Linked DNA regions of Mus musculus: region 2 is linked to region 1. A link is a contact called in public Hi-C data. All regions are on one chromosome and are shown on one strand. The core of a region is the stretch at or near the end of the contact, and the rest is flanking DNA. Distances in the headings are between cores, read along the strand shown. Region 1 overlaps Dock3 (dedicator of cyto-kinesis 3). Region 2 overlaps Mapkapk3 (mitogen-activated protein kinase-activated protein kinase 3).

The links. A called contact is a pair of places that touch in the nucleus more often than the background predicts.
Region 2: a Hi-C map of the N1E-115 cell line shows a contact between it and region 1, with 6 times the contacts expected there. The contact joins two enhancer-like sites. A contact is called at or near these places in 3 of 39 promoter capture datasets (embryonic stem cells, hippocampal neurons and liver), 1 of 15 datasets of contacts at CTCF or cohesin (the NIH/3T3 cell line), 44 of 484 Hi-C or Micro-C datasets (3T3-L1-derived adipocytes, the AML12 cell line, the Ba/F3 cell line and 34 more), 25 of 115 datasets of contacts at active chromatin or transcription factors (the 230-238 cell line, acute myeloid leukemia, bone marrow-derived macrophages and 17 more) and 5 of 9 other capture datasets (adipose tissue, embryonic stem cells, liver and 2 more).

Annotation. Positions count from the first base shown.
Region 1 is chr9:106,904,263-106,910,267 of GRCm38.p6, reverse strand. Dock3 (dedicator of cyto-kinesis 3) reads left to right here. Exons shown (of 53, transcript NM_153413.2): 47 at 1,731-1,852; 48 at 2,900-3,038; 49 at 3,488-3,635. Among named protein-coding and RNA genes, the nearest start is that of Manf, 15 kb to the right of the region's middle. Within about 2 kb of position 1,372, at least 73 of the 459 cell types and tissues checked have an H3K27ac peak or open chromatin away from gene starts, as enhancers often do. A contact at or near this core is called in the N1E-115 cell line, where this site is marked.
Region 2 is chr9:107,272,026-107,277,865 of GRCm38.p6, reverse strand. The region is part of intron 2 of Mapkapk3 (mitogen-activated protein kinase-activated protein kinase 3); the gene reads left to right. Among named protein-coding and RNA genes, the nearest start is that of Mapkapk3, 15 kb to the left of the region's middle. Within about 2 kb of position 1,980, at least 4 of the 459 cell types and tissues checked have an H3K27ac peak or open chromatin away from gene starts, as enhancers often do. A contact at or near this core is called in the N1E-115 cell line, where this site is marked.

The DNA of each region.
Region 1 (6,005 bases), core at 123-2,622:
CCACTCAAAGAACTCAAAACGCAATGATATAAACACAAACTGCCCACCTAGATTGAACAAATTGCCCTATATTGTTCTATTGCTTGCCTATGATATTTATAGCTACATGTGGCTATTTCAAGCCATGCGGATTTGGTTCTTCCTCCTCCTCCATCTTGTCTCCTCTTCCTGTCCTATCTTTGTCCCTCTGTGTCTCATCTCTAAAACTCTCAACCTGCCTTCCTTTTTCACTGCCCAATCACAGGCTCTAGCCTTATCTTTTACCTGCCCACACCTGCTTACAGACCTGCCACTACTCTCTTCTCATTTTACTGAGAGCTACTAAATATGTATTAGGTATGCATATTTATATATATAAATATAATATAAAATAAATAAATATAAATAAATATAGCTGTTAGACGGTGGGCCATGCTGTCCTAGAGAAGTTCCTCTACAGGTGATGCAAAATCTTGGGGAAGGCTGAGCCATCCAAGCACTCACTAAGCTTGTCAGTCTTGAGCAGGCCAGCTTTGTTCTTGGATGCTGTGGGTTGTGGTTCTTTTAGTCCCTCCAGACTCCCAAGGCAGGCCTCAGCTGGTTCCTTGCAAGAATGGACAGCATTAAAAGCAAAATAGCAAAAGAAGTTCATCACAGTGTGAGAGACTGGCTCACTTTCCAGAGGAATTTCTGTAGCTCACAAAATGTCTCCTTCCTGGGAGAGTCCTCCACGGTGTTTCACGTGAGAGATGCAGAACATATATGCTTCCCCTAAAGCCGAGGTGGTGGTGAGGACTTGAGTAGCATTACTGAGTCTGATGGGGATTCCACCTCATTGCGCTGGCTCCTGCACACACCGCTGGTCTCTGCTCTGTGCAGACTTCTCATCCCAGCTGGTAGCCCAGGTAATGGAGAGCTTGGCACCCAGGAGGTCCCTGTCACATCTCTGCAGTCAGATCACTACAACAAAGGCACAAAGTACTTGTCCATGTGCATCCAGGTCCATACTGTGACATTACAGAAACAGTTTAACACTATGCCTGCTTTGGAAGAAGAAAGGGGAAAATGTGCTACTCTCAGTCCAGCTCAGAAACATACACAGCAGACAAGAGCCTTTGTCCATCATATATTATGAAAGCCTTGAGGAAAACCTGGAAAATTGTCTCAGAGACAGAGACCAATATATTTTCTGTCACTCAGTGGGAAGTTAGATTAGCCGTTGCTGCCAAGAAGTCTGCGTACTTAGTAAGAATTTAATTATGCTGAAATAGAGCTGTGCTGCTTTCGGTTACTTACATCAGCACTTTGTTTCCTGTTTCCCTATAGACTGTGCCACAGGAAACTTAGCAGGTCAGTAAGAGCTGGGCCATTCAGCAATCCAATAAAATCCAGCACCAGCTCTTATGTAAGCGTCTGCACTGACTGACAGCTGACTCCTCCCTCCCAGCTATTGCTCTGTGTGCTCTGACCTAAGAAAGCCTGTTAACACTCCCCTGGAAACACAGATTCACTTCAGCCTGTTCTAGATGCGTCTCTCTTAGTGGAGTTTACCTGGAGCTCAATAGCATCTGGTCTAGGCTCCAGTATGCTTAGGGGAGTATTTAGTAATGAAGGTCATATTGTCCAGAAGAAACCAAAAGTATATCATATGATTCTCTTTTTGTTTGTCTATTTGTTTTACATTTTTACCAGCAGACAACTTATCTCTCCTACCTTTATTTATCTATGAACAAACATTCCTTTCTCAACAGGAGTTTCCAGGTTTGGATAAGCTAAGTCCTGCATGTTCAGGCACCAGCACCCCACGGGGAAATGTTCTGGCATCCCATAGCCCCATGAGCCCTGAGAACATCAAGATGACCCACAGGCACAGGTATGGCATTAGGGCTGGGAAGGTTCCCTCCAGAGAGAGAAGACTGGGGTGCAGGATTCCTGAGCATTGGCAGGGGCCAGGGCTTGCTCAGCATGGGCCTTGTTCACGTGTACCTTTGGATAGGATTCCAAAGAGAATGAGGATTGTTGATTTTTTTTAAAGATTTATTTATTTATTATATGTAAGTACACTGTAGCTGTCTTCAGACACTCCAGAAGAGGGCATCAGATTTCGTTACAGATGGTTGTGATCCACCATGTGGTTGCTGGGATTTGAACTCCGAACCTTCAGAAGAGCAGTCGGCACTCTTAACCACTGAGCCATCTCACCAGCCCCTGTTGATTGTTTTTAAGGAAGGGAATAATGACAGTGGTGTGGCATTTAAGCAATGACTGAACAGTCTCAAGTGGGAATACTCAAAGCCTTTATGACAGGAAGCCAGCTTTAGGAGAGAAATTTACTGCAATGAATTTCTCTCTTAGATTCGTTTATTTTCCAGCATGCAGCTCAATAGAGTGGCTACTCAGCTAATGAGAAGAGGAACAAATGAAGAGGGCCTGCTAGTGTTGGTAGAGGAAAGTTGTTGGGATACTTGTAACCATAGATAGTTTACATCTGTCTCTTTTGATAGTATCTTCATATCAGTAAGTTGCCTCTGCTCTCAGAACAGATCTTAAAATAGTGTATGCTGGGTTAGGCAATGTTCAGACTAACATTCCATAGAAAGAGTATAGGATCCTGGACTTGACTTGTCATTTCTGTCTCTCATTCCTCCTGATAAACTGCTAGTGCTTTCATTCTGAATGGCTGTAATCCATTTAACTCTAAAGAGATTGCACTAGCATAAGCCTTCTCAGGCCAGTGACAGAGTGAGGCTCAGAACTCCTCTAGGCCTCAGACAGGTGTGAACATTGGCTATAGAATCCTGCGAACAAGTGCTGGCTTGGGTTACGTGTCAGTTTCATGCATCTGTCCTTTCCTCCTACTGCCTACCATGCTTTCTTAGCTATTGCCTGATTCCTTCCTATTTCCTGTTCTTGATCACAGCCCCATGAACTTGATGGGCACAGGCCGCCATTCCTCATCCTCTCTCTCCTCACATGCATCTAGTGAAGCAGGAAACATGATGATGATGGGTGACAACTCTATGGGTGAAGCTCCTGAAGACCTCTACCACCACATGCAGGTACCTGAGCTATGCAAGAATGAGCAGGGTACCACGGCTAGAGGACTCGCCTTTCTGGAGTCTCCATAGCTAGCAAGGCTGCCTTCTTTCTCTAAACCACCCCAAGTCTTAGTTCCCATGCCGCATTTTTCAGACCTATCTCCTCTTATGAATTGCATGGCCAAGATCTTCTGCCAAATTAGTGTCCTATTTGGCAATCCTGATAGCTAAGCCCTCCTTTCTTCTCCATGTACAGCACAATAGAGCCAACGCAACTGTCTTGCTCCATGTGGATGGTGTGGATTGTCCTTAGCGCACACCATCAGTGCAGCCTCCAGCCTGGTCCGCAGTAAAGGATCTGTCACTTGGCCTGGGTCTTCTAGGACATGAGTGCATGAGCCAGCTCTCTCTGTCTCTGCCAGGGTTACAGCACTGAGCTCTCAGACGTACTCATCTCTATTCCTTTGCAGCTTGCATATCACAACCCCAGGTACCAGGGCTCAGTCACCAACGTCTCTGTTCTGTCCTCGTCCCAGGCAAGCCCTTCTTCCTCCAGCCTGAGTTCTACACATTCAGCTCCGTCCCAGATGATCACCTCTGCCCCTTCCAGCACCCGAGGTAAGGATGGCAGGATGCTGCTTGCTGAAGGAGAACACAAAGCTTTGTGAACTCTATTTCTCTTCCTTTCATCTGGCTTTGTGTCTTTGAGAGTGGCCTTGTTGTCGCCAAAGGACACTGAATTCCTTTTGTAGATTCATAAAGAAGGTCTTTTTTTAAAGATTTACTTATGTATTATATATAAGTACACTGTAGCTGTCTTCAGACACACCAGAAGAGGGCACTGGATCCCATTACGGATGGTTGTGAGCCACCATGTGGTTGCTGGGATTTGAACTCAGGACCTCTGGAAGAGCAGTCAGTGCTCTTAACCAATGAGCCATCTCTCCAGCCTGATAAAGAAGTTTTTGAAGTTAGAGAAAAATAACAAGGCAGGCAAGCTGGAATTCTCACCAGCAGCCTGGAGGAGAGATGTGGAAGAAGGAAAGAGAGAGTTAAACTTTTCTGAGTTAGAAGTCAAAAAAGCAGGTAGGTTCAGCAATATAAATCTACAAGAAGCTACAAGGAGTGAAAATCTTTGGGAAAGATGGGAACGGAACGGACATTCCCAGAGTGTCGGGATAAGGTTTAGAATTGGGTAGATGTCGAGGAAAGTGAAATGAAGAGAGGAGAGAGGGAGGTTTTTAGTTGAATGAAAAGTAACAAGGGTGTATTAGAAGACAAGAGACTGCGCAGCTGATGCCTTTGTGATTTGGGGAGGGGATTTTTGTTTGGGGTTTTTGTTGTTGTTTTGAGATAAATTCTCACTATGTAGTCCCTACCTGGTGTGGAACTCAATGTATAGACCAGGACTACTGGAAATTACAGAAATCCACCTGCCTCTGCCTCCCAAATGCTGGGGTTCAGGAAGTGCCACCATGCTTGTCCTCCTTGTACAGTTTTTATTGATGGGTACAAAATCTCCTTCCTAAGGGGAGGCCATAGACAAGGCCTTGAGTGTACAAGCAGTTCTCCACCTTTCATACCCACTAAGGAGGGAAAAAAATCTAAGTTTGGATTAGCCTGTGGCTAGCTCAGAGTTGTTCTGGGTAGTCTAAATTTAGGGCACACCTAAAGGTTAAAAACAACCTGCATTTACTATTGTCAGTTTTACCTTCTAGATTTCTTAGCTTCTAGATTTCTTAGGCCAGTAATAAATAAACAATAGCATATATTACTGTCAGTTTTCCTTTTGGCTTTGTTTGGGGCCAGTTTGGAGCCCTTGTTACTGAATTAGGTCTAACCTTAGATACAGCCAGCTTGTGGACCATCATCACTCACTAAAGGGCCATGAAGGCTAGCACCTGGAAATGTTTCCAGTCGTGTGTAAAATCTGTCTCCTTTTTTTTTTAAAGATTTATTAATTAATTATATGTAAGTATACTGTAGCTGTCTTCAGACACCCTAGAAGAGGGCATCAGATCTCATTACAGATGGTTGTGAGCCATCATGTGGTTGCTGGGATTTGAACTCATGACCTTCAGAAGAGCAGTCGGCACTCTTAACCCCTGAGCCATCTCTCCAGCCCCCTGTCTCCTTTTAATCGCCTTTAATTCCATGTCTACCGGAGTATTTACTTATCACTGATCGTATTTGTCACAAGGACTCAGGCATTGATATTTATATACCTTAAATAATGCCTGAAAAGTGATGCCTGCTTAGGGACTGTTCATTTTCTCTCTCTGTCTCTCTGTCTCTCTCTCTGTGTCTCTCTCTCTGTCTCTCTCTCTGTCTCTCTGTCTCTCTCTCTCTGTGTGTCTCTGTCTCTGTCTCTGTCTCTGTCTCTGTCTCTCTCTCTCTCTCTCTCTCTCTCTCTCTCTCTCTCTGCCTACCAGCCCCACCTTCGGGTTAGAAATGCTTGTATTTTCAGCACCCAGGCTTGCAGGATTGGGTCACCTCTCCCTAGCTGACTTTAGATCCTGCGCTGGCAGTTTTTTCTGCCATGCTTCCACTTGGTAGCCAGAATTGGGTTTCTGTGTCAGTAAAGGGACAGGACCCAGGAGAAAACCCAGTTCTTTCCCACTGAGATGCTTGCCATGCAAAGTGGTCTGATCTGTCAACCAGTCACTGGCTATTGATTTCAGACTTCAGAAGGATGAGTTCTTTTTCTTCTAATTATTTTGTATACAAAGAAAGACAGTATAAACATATAACATTAAGGAAGGGCTCTTTCAATGTATACAAACCTGTGAGACCCTCAGCAGACAAAATGGAAAGAGCTGATGTAGTATGTCCTGGTGGAAAGGTGCAGTGACCAGCCTGGAAAACCTTGACAAAGTGAGGAGAAGTGGGTAAGGTTACAGCAGAGCAGTCACAGGCTAATTTAATCACCTTTGGCTGTGCTCTGCTCAGATGGTTGTGAGCCATCATGTGGTTGCTGGGATTTGAACT
Region 2 (5,840 bases), core at 731-3,230, 370 kb before region 1:
AGAGGCTGTCGGTCCTTCGTCTGGGAGTTACAGAAGTACTGGCTCCCTTTTCTCTGCGGCTGACTAGACGCTGAGTCAGCATGTGTCCTCGTTGCGTGGCCTTGCTTGTCCAGGTCACCCATGCTTAGATGGGGTAGCCACTGTCCCCTTGAGCCCTATGCCAGCTATGTGGACGTCACTACACTACAACACAACTGACCAATTGAGGCACATATTTATGTCCAGGCAAGGATCTGTTTGTGAAGGCAGACCACCAAAAGAGGGACATTATTTCTGAGATCAAAACAAAACGCTGTATTTTCTAAAGTCTCTGTTCATAGGATGAAAACGTTCTCTTTTTTTACTCTGTTGTAGAATAAATAGTGCTGGGGTAGTGTCTGACAAAGTACGTAGGTTTTGTTGTTGTTGTTGTTTTGTATAGTTTAAATCACACACACATGGATTCAGGGCTGACCACTTTGCATTGGAGCAGATGTAAGTTGTGTGTATTCTCTGTCTAAGGGTCAGGGTGGGACCCTGTGAAGTTTCTTCCTGCTGATTAGTATTTAAGTTTTTTTTTTAAGATTTATTTATTTTTATTTATATGAGTACACTGAAGCTGTCTTCAGACACACCAGAAGAGGGCATCAGATCCCCATTACAGATAATTGTGAGCCGCTATGTGGTTGCTGGGAATTGAACTCAGAACCTCTGAAAGAGCAGTTGGTGCTCTTAACTGCTGAACCATCTCTCCAGCCCTTATTTTTATTTCTAGTGTAGTTTTATGTGTATTAGTGTTATGTATATGTGTATTTATCTGCATGTATGTCTATGCATGACTTGAGTGCCTGGTGGCCACTAAGCCCAGAAGAGAGCATTATCTTACTGGGAATCAGACCCCCTGCCTCTGGAAGAGCAGAGAGAGAGAGAGAGAGAGGAGAGAGAGAGAGATTTTCCTCTGTGAACATAGAGGTAGACATTAGGCAGCCCTCTGTGTGTGCGCTTGTAGGACTCCCAGTCTCCCTTGTCCCTATGAGGATCTGAGACCATTTTCTGACCTGTTGGATTGCTCCCGGGGTGCACCTAGCTTTTTTTAAGTTCCGGGAAACAGGGAGGAGGGTGTGAGTTTATCTCAGGGCAAGGCCTAGAGGAAGCCAGGACCTGTCAAGCAAACTTGGAAAGCCATTTCCACCCCTGGAACAGTAGGCCCCCAGTGCATTCAGTGTGTGCTCACGTGAACTCTGTGTGCTCTCAGTCCTTCCTTGAGACCTCCTGGAGAAAGAGTACTGTTGTTGTCTGCACTTTTCAGAGCTATAGGATGGCCTGCCAGTGGTGTGTAGGGAGATGAACTAGCCTTCAGTGTTCAGGTAGGTCCCTCCTGAACCTCTGTAGCCACAGCTGCTCTTCCCCCGCATGACCTGAGGCACTGGAACCCCGGTTCACCCCAACTAGCACTCATGTGCCCTCTCTTGCCTACGAGACCAGTTCTGTTCTCTTTTCCTGGCAACGTTTCTTCCCTTTCCCCAGGCCCACCAGATTTGGCCCTTTTGTCTTTATTTCTCGATTGTCTGGAGCTGGCAAAAAAGGAGACAAACTGAGACCATCAAAATGTAATACATTGGAGGAATCTGTTCTGAGACTTGCTGACATCCAAAAGCGCCTTGGCTCTGCCATCAGCTTCGCATCTTGGGGAGGTTGGGGTTTGGCGCTGTAGCTGCTCCTTTCTTCCCAGAACTCTGATGAGTCGTGGTCAGAGAGATCCCAACCTGCCAGGAATCCTGGCCTTGATCTAGAAGGGGAGCTGTCACAGGGAGCCCTCTGTGCTCCTGGGCTCCCTTGCAGTGGGGAGTCTTCCCCACCTTGCCTGCTCTGGCTCCTGAAAGAAGGTAGAAGAGACGGAACTGAGCGAATCCCCTCATCAAATGCTGCGGTGACTCATGAATAGACTCACTCCCCCCCCAACCCTTGAGGACAGAGTGTCTGTGACAGCATTCCCTGCCAAGGTTTTGGACTGATACCAAGGTAGGGCCAGGGAATGTTTGTGGCATCTGGGAATGGACAGGCCTTGGTAGGAAAAGAGCCGAATCTGGATCCCAGGGACTTCTCAGACTTGGAGATGGACTTTTACAAATCACATGACCTCGGGAAGCTACAAAACTGCTGAGCCACAGTCTCCTCAGCTGAGCATTATGGGTAACGGTACAGCTGTCAAAGGGCAAGAGCTAAAGGGTATAACGTACCTAGGACAGGGCATGGGATCTGCAAACACCTGCCACAGTTGACACATCTACTTAGCCTGGTCTGGACTCAGAAGTATGGAGCCTAGGTCTAGGAAGGGCTGGCTAGGCCTCCTCCCCCAGTTTATCTTTCCCTCATTGATGTTGTAGGAAGATTACCCACTCACCTTCACAGCTATAGGAAGAAGGTCTCTCTCTCTCTCTCTATGTATGTATGTATGTATGTATGTATGTACTTAGAATCCAACAGCTCTGGGTTCTCCCTCTCTCTCTCTTTCTATGTATGTATGTATGTATGTATGTATGTATGTATGTATGTATGTTTGTATGTATGCGTGTATGTACTTAGAATCCAACAGCTCTGGGTTCAAGGGTTGATTCATCATCTGGCTGTGTGACTTTGGGAAAGTCACTTAACCTCACAGAGAGACATCTTCTCCAGATACGGTGCACAAAGTGCGAGATGTATCAGCACAAGTATGGGCTGTGCACCAGGAAAGAACAGTTACTTTGAAAGGGGGGTGCTCACACTGACCCCAAACTGTCCTTCGCTAGACATCCATCTTGGGCCTGGACATTTGGAGGTCACTGGTATCATCTGAGCTGACCTCCCTGGAACTTTGCATCTGAGGAGGGGAAGGTAAATGACCAGGGTGTGACAGAGGACAAGATGTGGTCAGAACTTAATGAAGCACGGCCTGATCTGGAGCGAGGCCAACTAATCCATAGCTGCAAAATTGGTTCCATTAGCTCTCTTAATGAGCTACAAAAGCTGGGAAAATGAGTGCGAGAGAGTAATGGCACATGTCCGAGGCTCTAATTTGAAACTGTGGCTAAGAAGTTAGATTTGACATCATTACCAGCTCTTTAAATAGCATGGGTACTCTTGAGGATACGGCCTCCTCAGGGAGTGCCTGTGTGTGTGGGGGAACAGGAGAGGTGTGACGACTTTGGTTTCATTAGGTCCATGCTTAAAGAAACTCTTGTCAAGCCAGTGAGATGGCTCAGCAGACAAAATGCTTGCCACCAAGCCTGCTGGTCTTCATTTGATCCCCAGTACCCACTTGATAGAAGGAGAGACTCGACTTCAGCAAGGTGTCCCCTGACCTCTCCCACATCCCTACTACGGCACACACGATCCCACCAGCATACACGTGCACAGAAGATAAAACTAAACAACTGTTTAAGAATATTTAAAAGGAAGAGACTCTTGTCTCTGTGCCCTGAAACTGACATCCTGCATGATGCTTGCACCCAGATTTGAGACTGAGACTGTGGCTCATGCTCTCATCAGGCAAAAACAGCCAGCAGGGAACACTGGCAGGTGAAGGGCAAGGGCAGGGCTGTTAATAGCCTTCCAGAATGCCAGGCACGGGGGTGGGGTGGGGTGGGGGGGTCCTCATAAATAGGTTGGAATCAAGTGTGGTGGCATATACCTGTGGTGTCAGCACTTGGGAGGATGAAGAAGGAAAATCCTGAGTTTGAAGCCAGCCTGGGCTTCATCTTATAAAACAAGCAAAAAGGGCTGAAAAAATGAATTCTAGTATTCCAGTGGTGTCTTTTTATAAAGACAATGAAGTAGTTCCCATGGGGGTCACAGTCTCCAATCCCTGTAGAATTGGGAGCCAGAAGGGACCTGGGAGAAGGCTGAGTTGGAAACTTGTCAAGGAGAAAGTGTGGCAGGGCTTGTTAAGGTCACACACACAGAATTAGATTTCATCACAGCATTTTCTTTTCTTTTTTTTAAGGTTTATTTATTTATTATATGTAAGTACACTGTAGCTGTCTTCAGACCCTCCAAAAGAGGGTGTCAGATCTTGTTACAAGATGGTTGTGAGCCACCATGTGGTTGCTGGGATTTGAACTCAGGACCTTTGGAAGAGCAGTCAGTGTTCTTAACCGCTGAGCCATCCCTCCAGCCCCTCATTATGGCATTTTCAAACGTGCTTTGTCTTTGTTGCTTCTCCTTGTCCCTCCTTTCCTACATTCTCCTCTTCCTCCTCCATCCCCAGGAGCCCCCTTTCGGCGTCCATGTCACGTGTGTTCACATGTATTACCCTCAGAAACCTCTCCTGTCCCTTCTGCCCGCTCCCATGGCCCCCTGTCTAATTTTGAGGTTTTTGTTTATCCGTAGCCTCCTCTGTGAGAATATGGCTCCCTACAGGGAAAACGGTATGAGTCAAAAGCTTTATTTTCCTATAACGTTGTTCAGTCCTTTTGCACCGGTGCTTGACCCTGGGCATGCACGTGTCTCCTCTGCGGTGAGAAGTGTTTCCGCTTCCTGTCTGCCCTGGCCTGAGGCAGGATGAGCTCTCTCCTGTGGGCGAGGAGGTGTTGGAGGGAGTATCCAGTCCTTGGCACTCCTGTCTGTCCTCCTGCATAGAAAAGAGCTGGAATCCAAGGACATAAAGGGTCTGGTTAGCTTGTGTGCCAGGCAGGTACAATGAGCTACATCGTCTTTATAGGAGAATCCATATTAAATATGTCCATTTGTACCTTTCTATATCTTTTTCAAAATTACTGTGGACGGTCTTGCTATAATGTTTGACTTGACTTTCATGGGAGGGTTAATACCAATTCCCTTTTGGAGTTTGGTCTCTTGTAAAAAACAGGCGTGTGTACCTGGTTTGTTTCTTTGCCAAAACTTCCAGGAAGCTCAGAATTAAAATCTGTCTTTGTTTATACTTACAAACTTAAATGGGTTTCTGGTAATTTTGTAATTTCATTTTATAGACAATTAGAGGGCTTTTGTTTGTTTGTTTTATTTTATCTTTCCTCCCCTTGGCTTCTTTCAGGATGCTGAAATCTTGTGGTCAGTGGGCAAGGTATTTGGAGATAATGGGGTTTGGAGTGCTTCGTGGGTAACTGGAAAAAAGAGACTCCGGGCTTGTGCCTGTGGAGTTGTGTGTTAGCAAGACACCTAGAGCTTCATCTTCTTGACTGTTCCTGTCCTGATGATGGGAAAGATTAAAAGTCAGCCCACTTCCCCTGGAACAAGCAGGTGTTCCACCCTGAGCCAGAGAGCTGCCGTGCCTGCGTGACAGGGGAACTGGCTGGGGCATGGGGAGGTTGTGGATTTGTTAGCAGGGGTGTCCAAGGAAACGGCCTGTCCAGACAGATAGTCAGGATGCCTTCTCTGTGTGAGAGAGATGGAGACAGTGTGCTCACTTTGATCTGAGAGAAGTCCAGATCCAGAGTAAGTTGAATCCAGGGTTACAGGATGTGAGGGTGGGTGTGTGCCTGCAGATAAGAGGCCCTTCTTGGGCTACAGGAGACTGGGAAAGAACATTTAGGACTGGTTTCCAAGGCTGTGTTTTTTGTTGCTGACATCTCAGCTTTGTGCGGTGATAACCCTGGGAAGACAGAACACATTTCCAGGCCATGGGTAATGGAAGGGTAACAGTTGTCCTGCAATGGAGATAGGACCTCAGTGGGAAAAGACATCTCAATGGAAGTTTCTAGGCTCTGTCTGTCTTGGGCAAGGCTGTCATAGGTTGAGTTGTGGCGGCAAGACCATCATTCTTTTGTGAAAACCTCCTTGTGGCCAATTCTCTGCTAGTCACTTTGGAGAAATTGATTGGAAGGAGTAGTGGGCTGATGGGTGAATCTCGCTCTGAGAGTTTT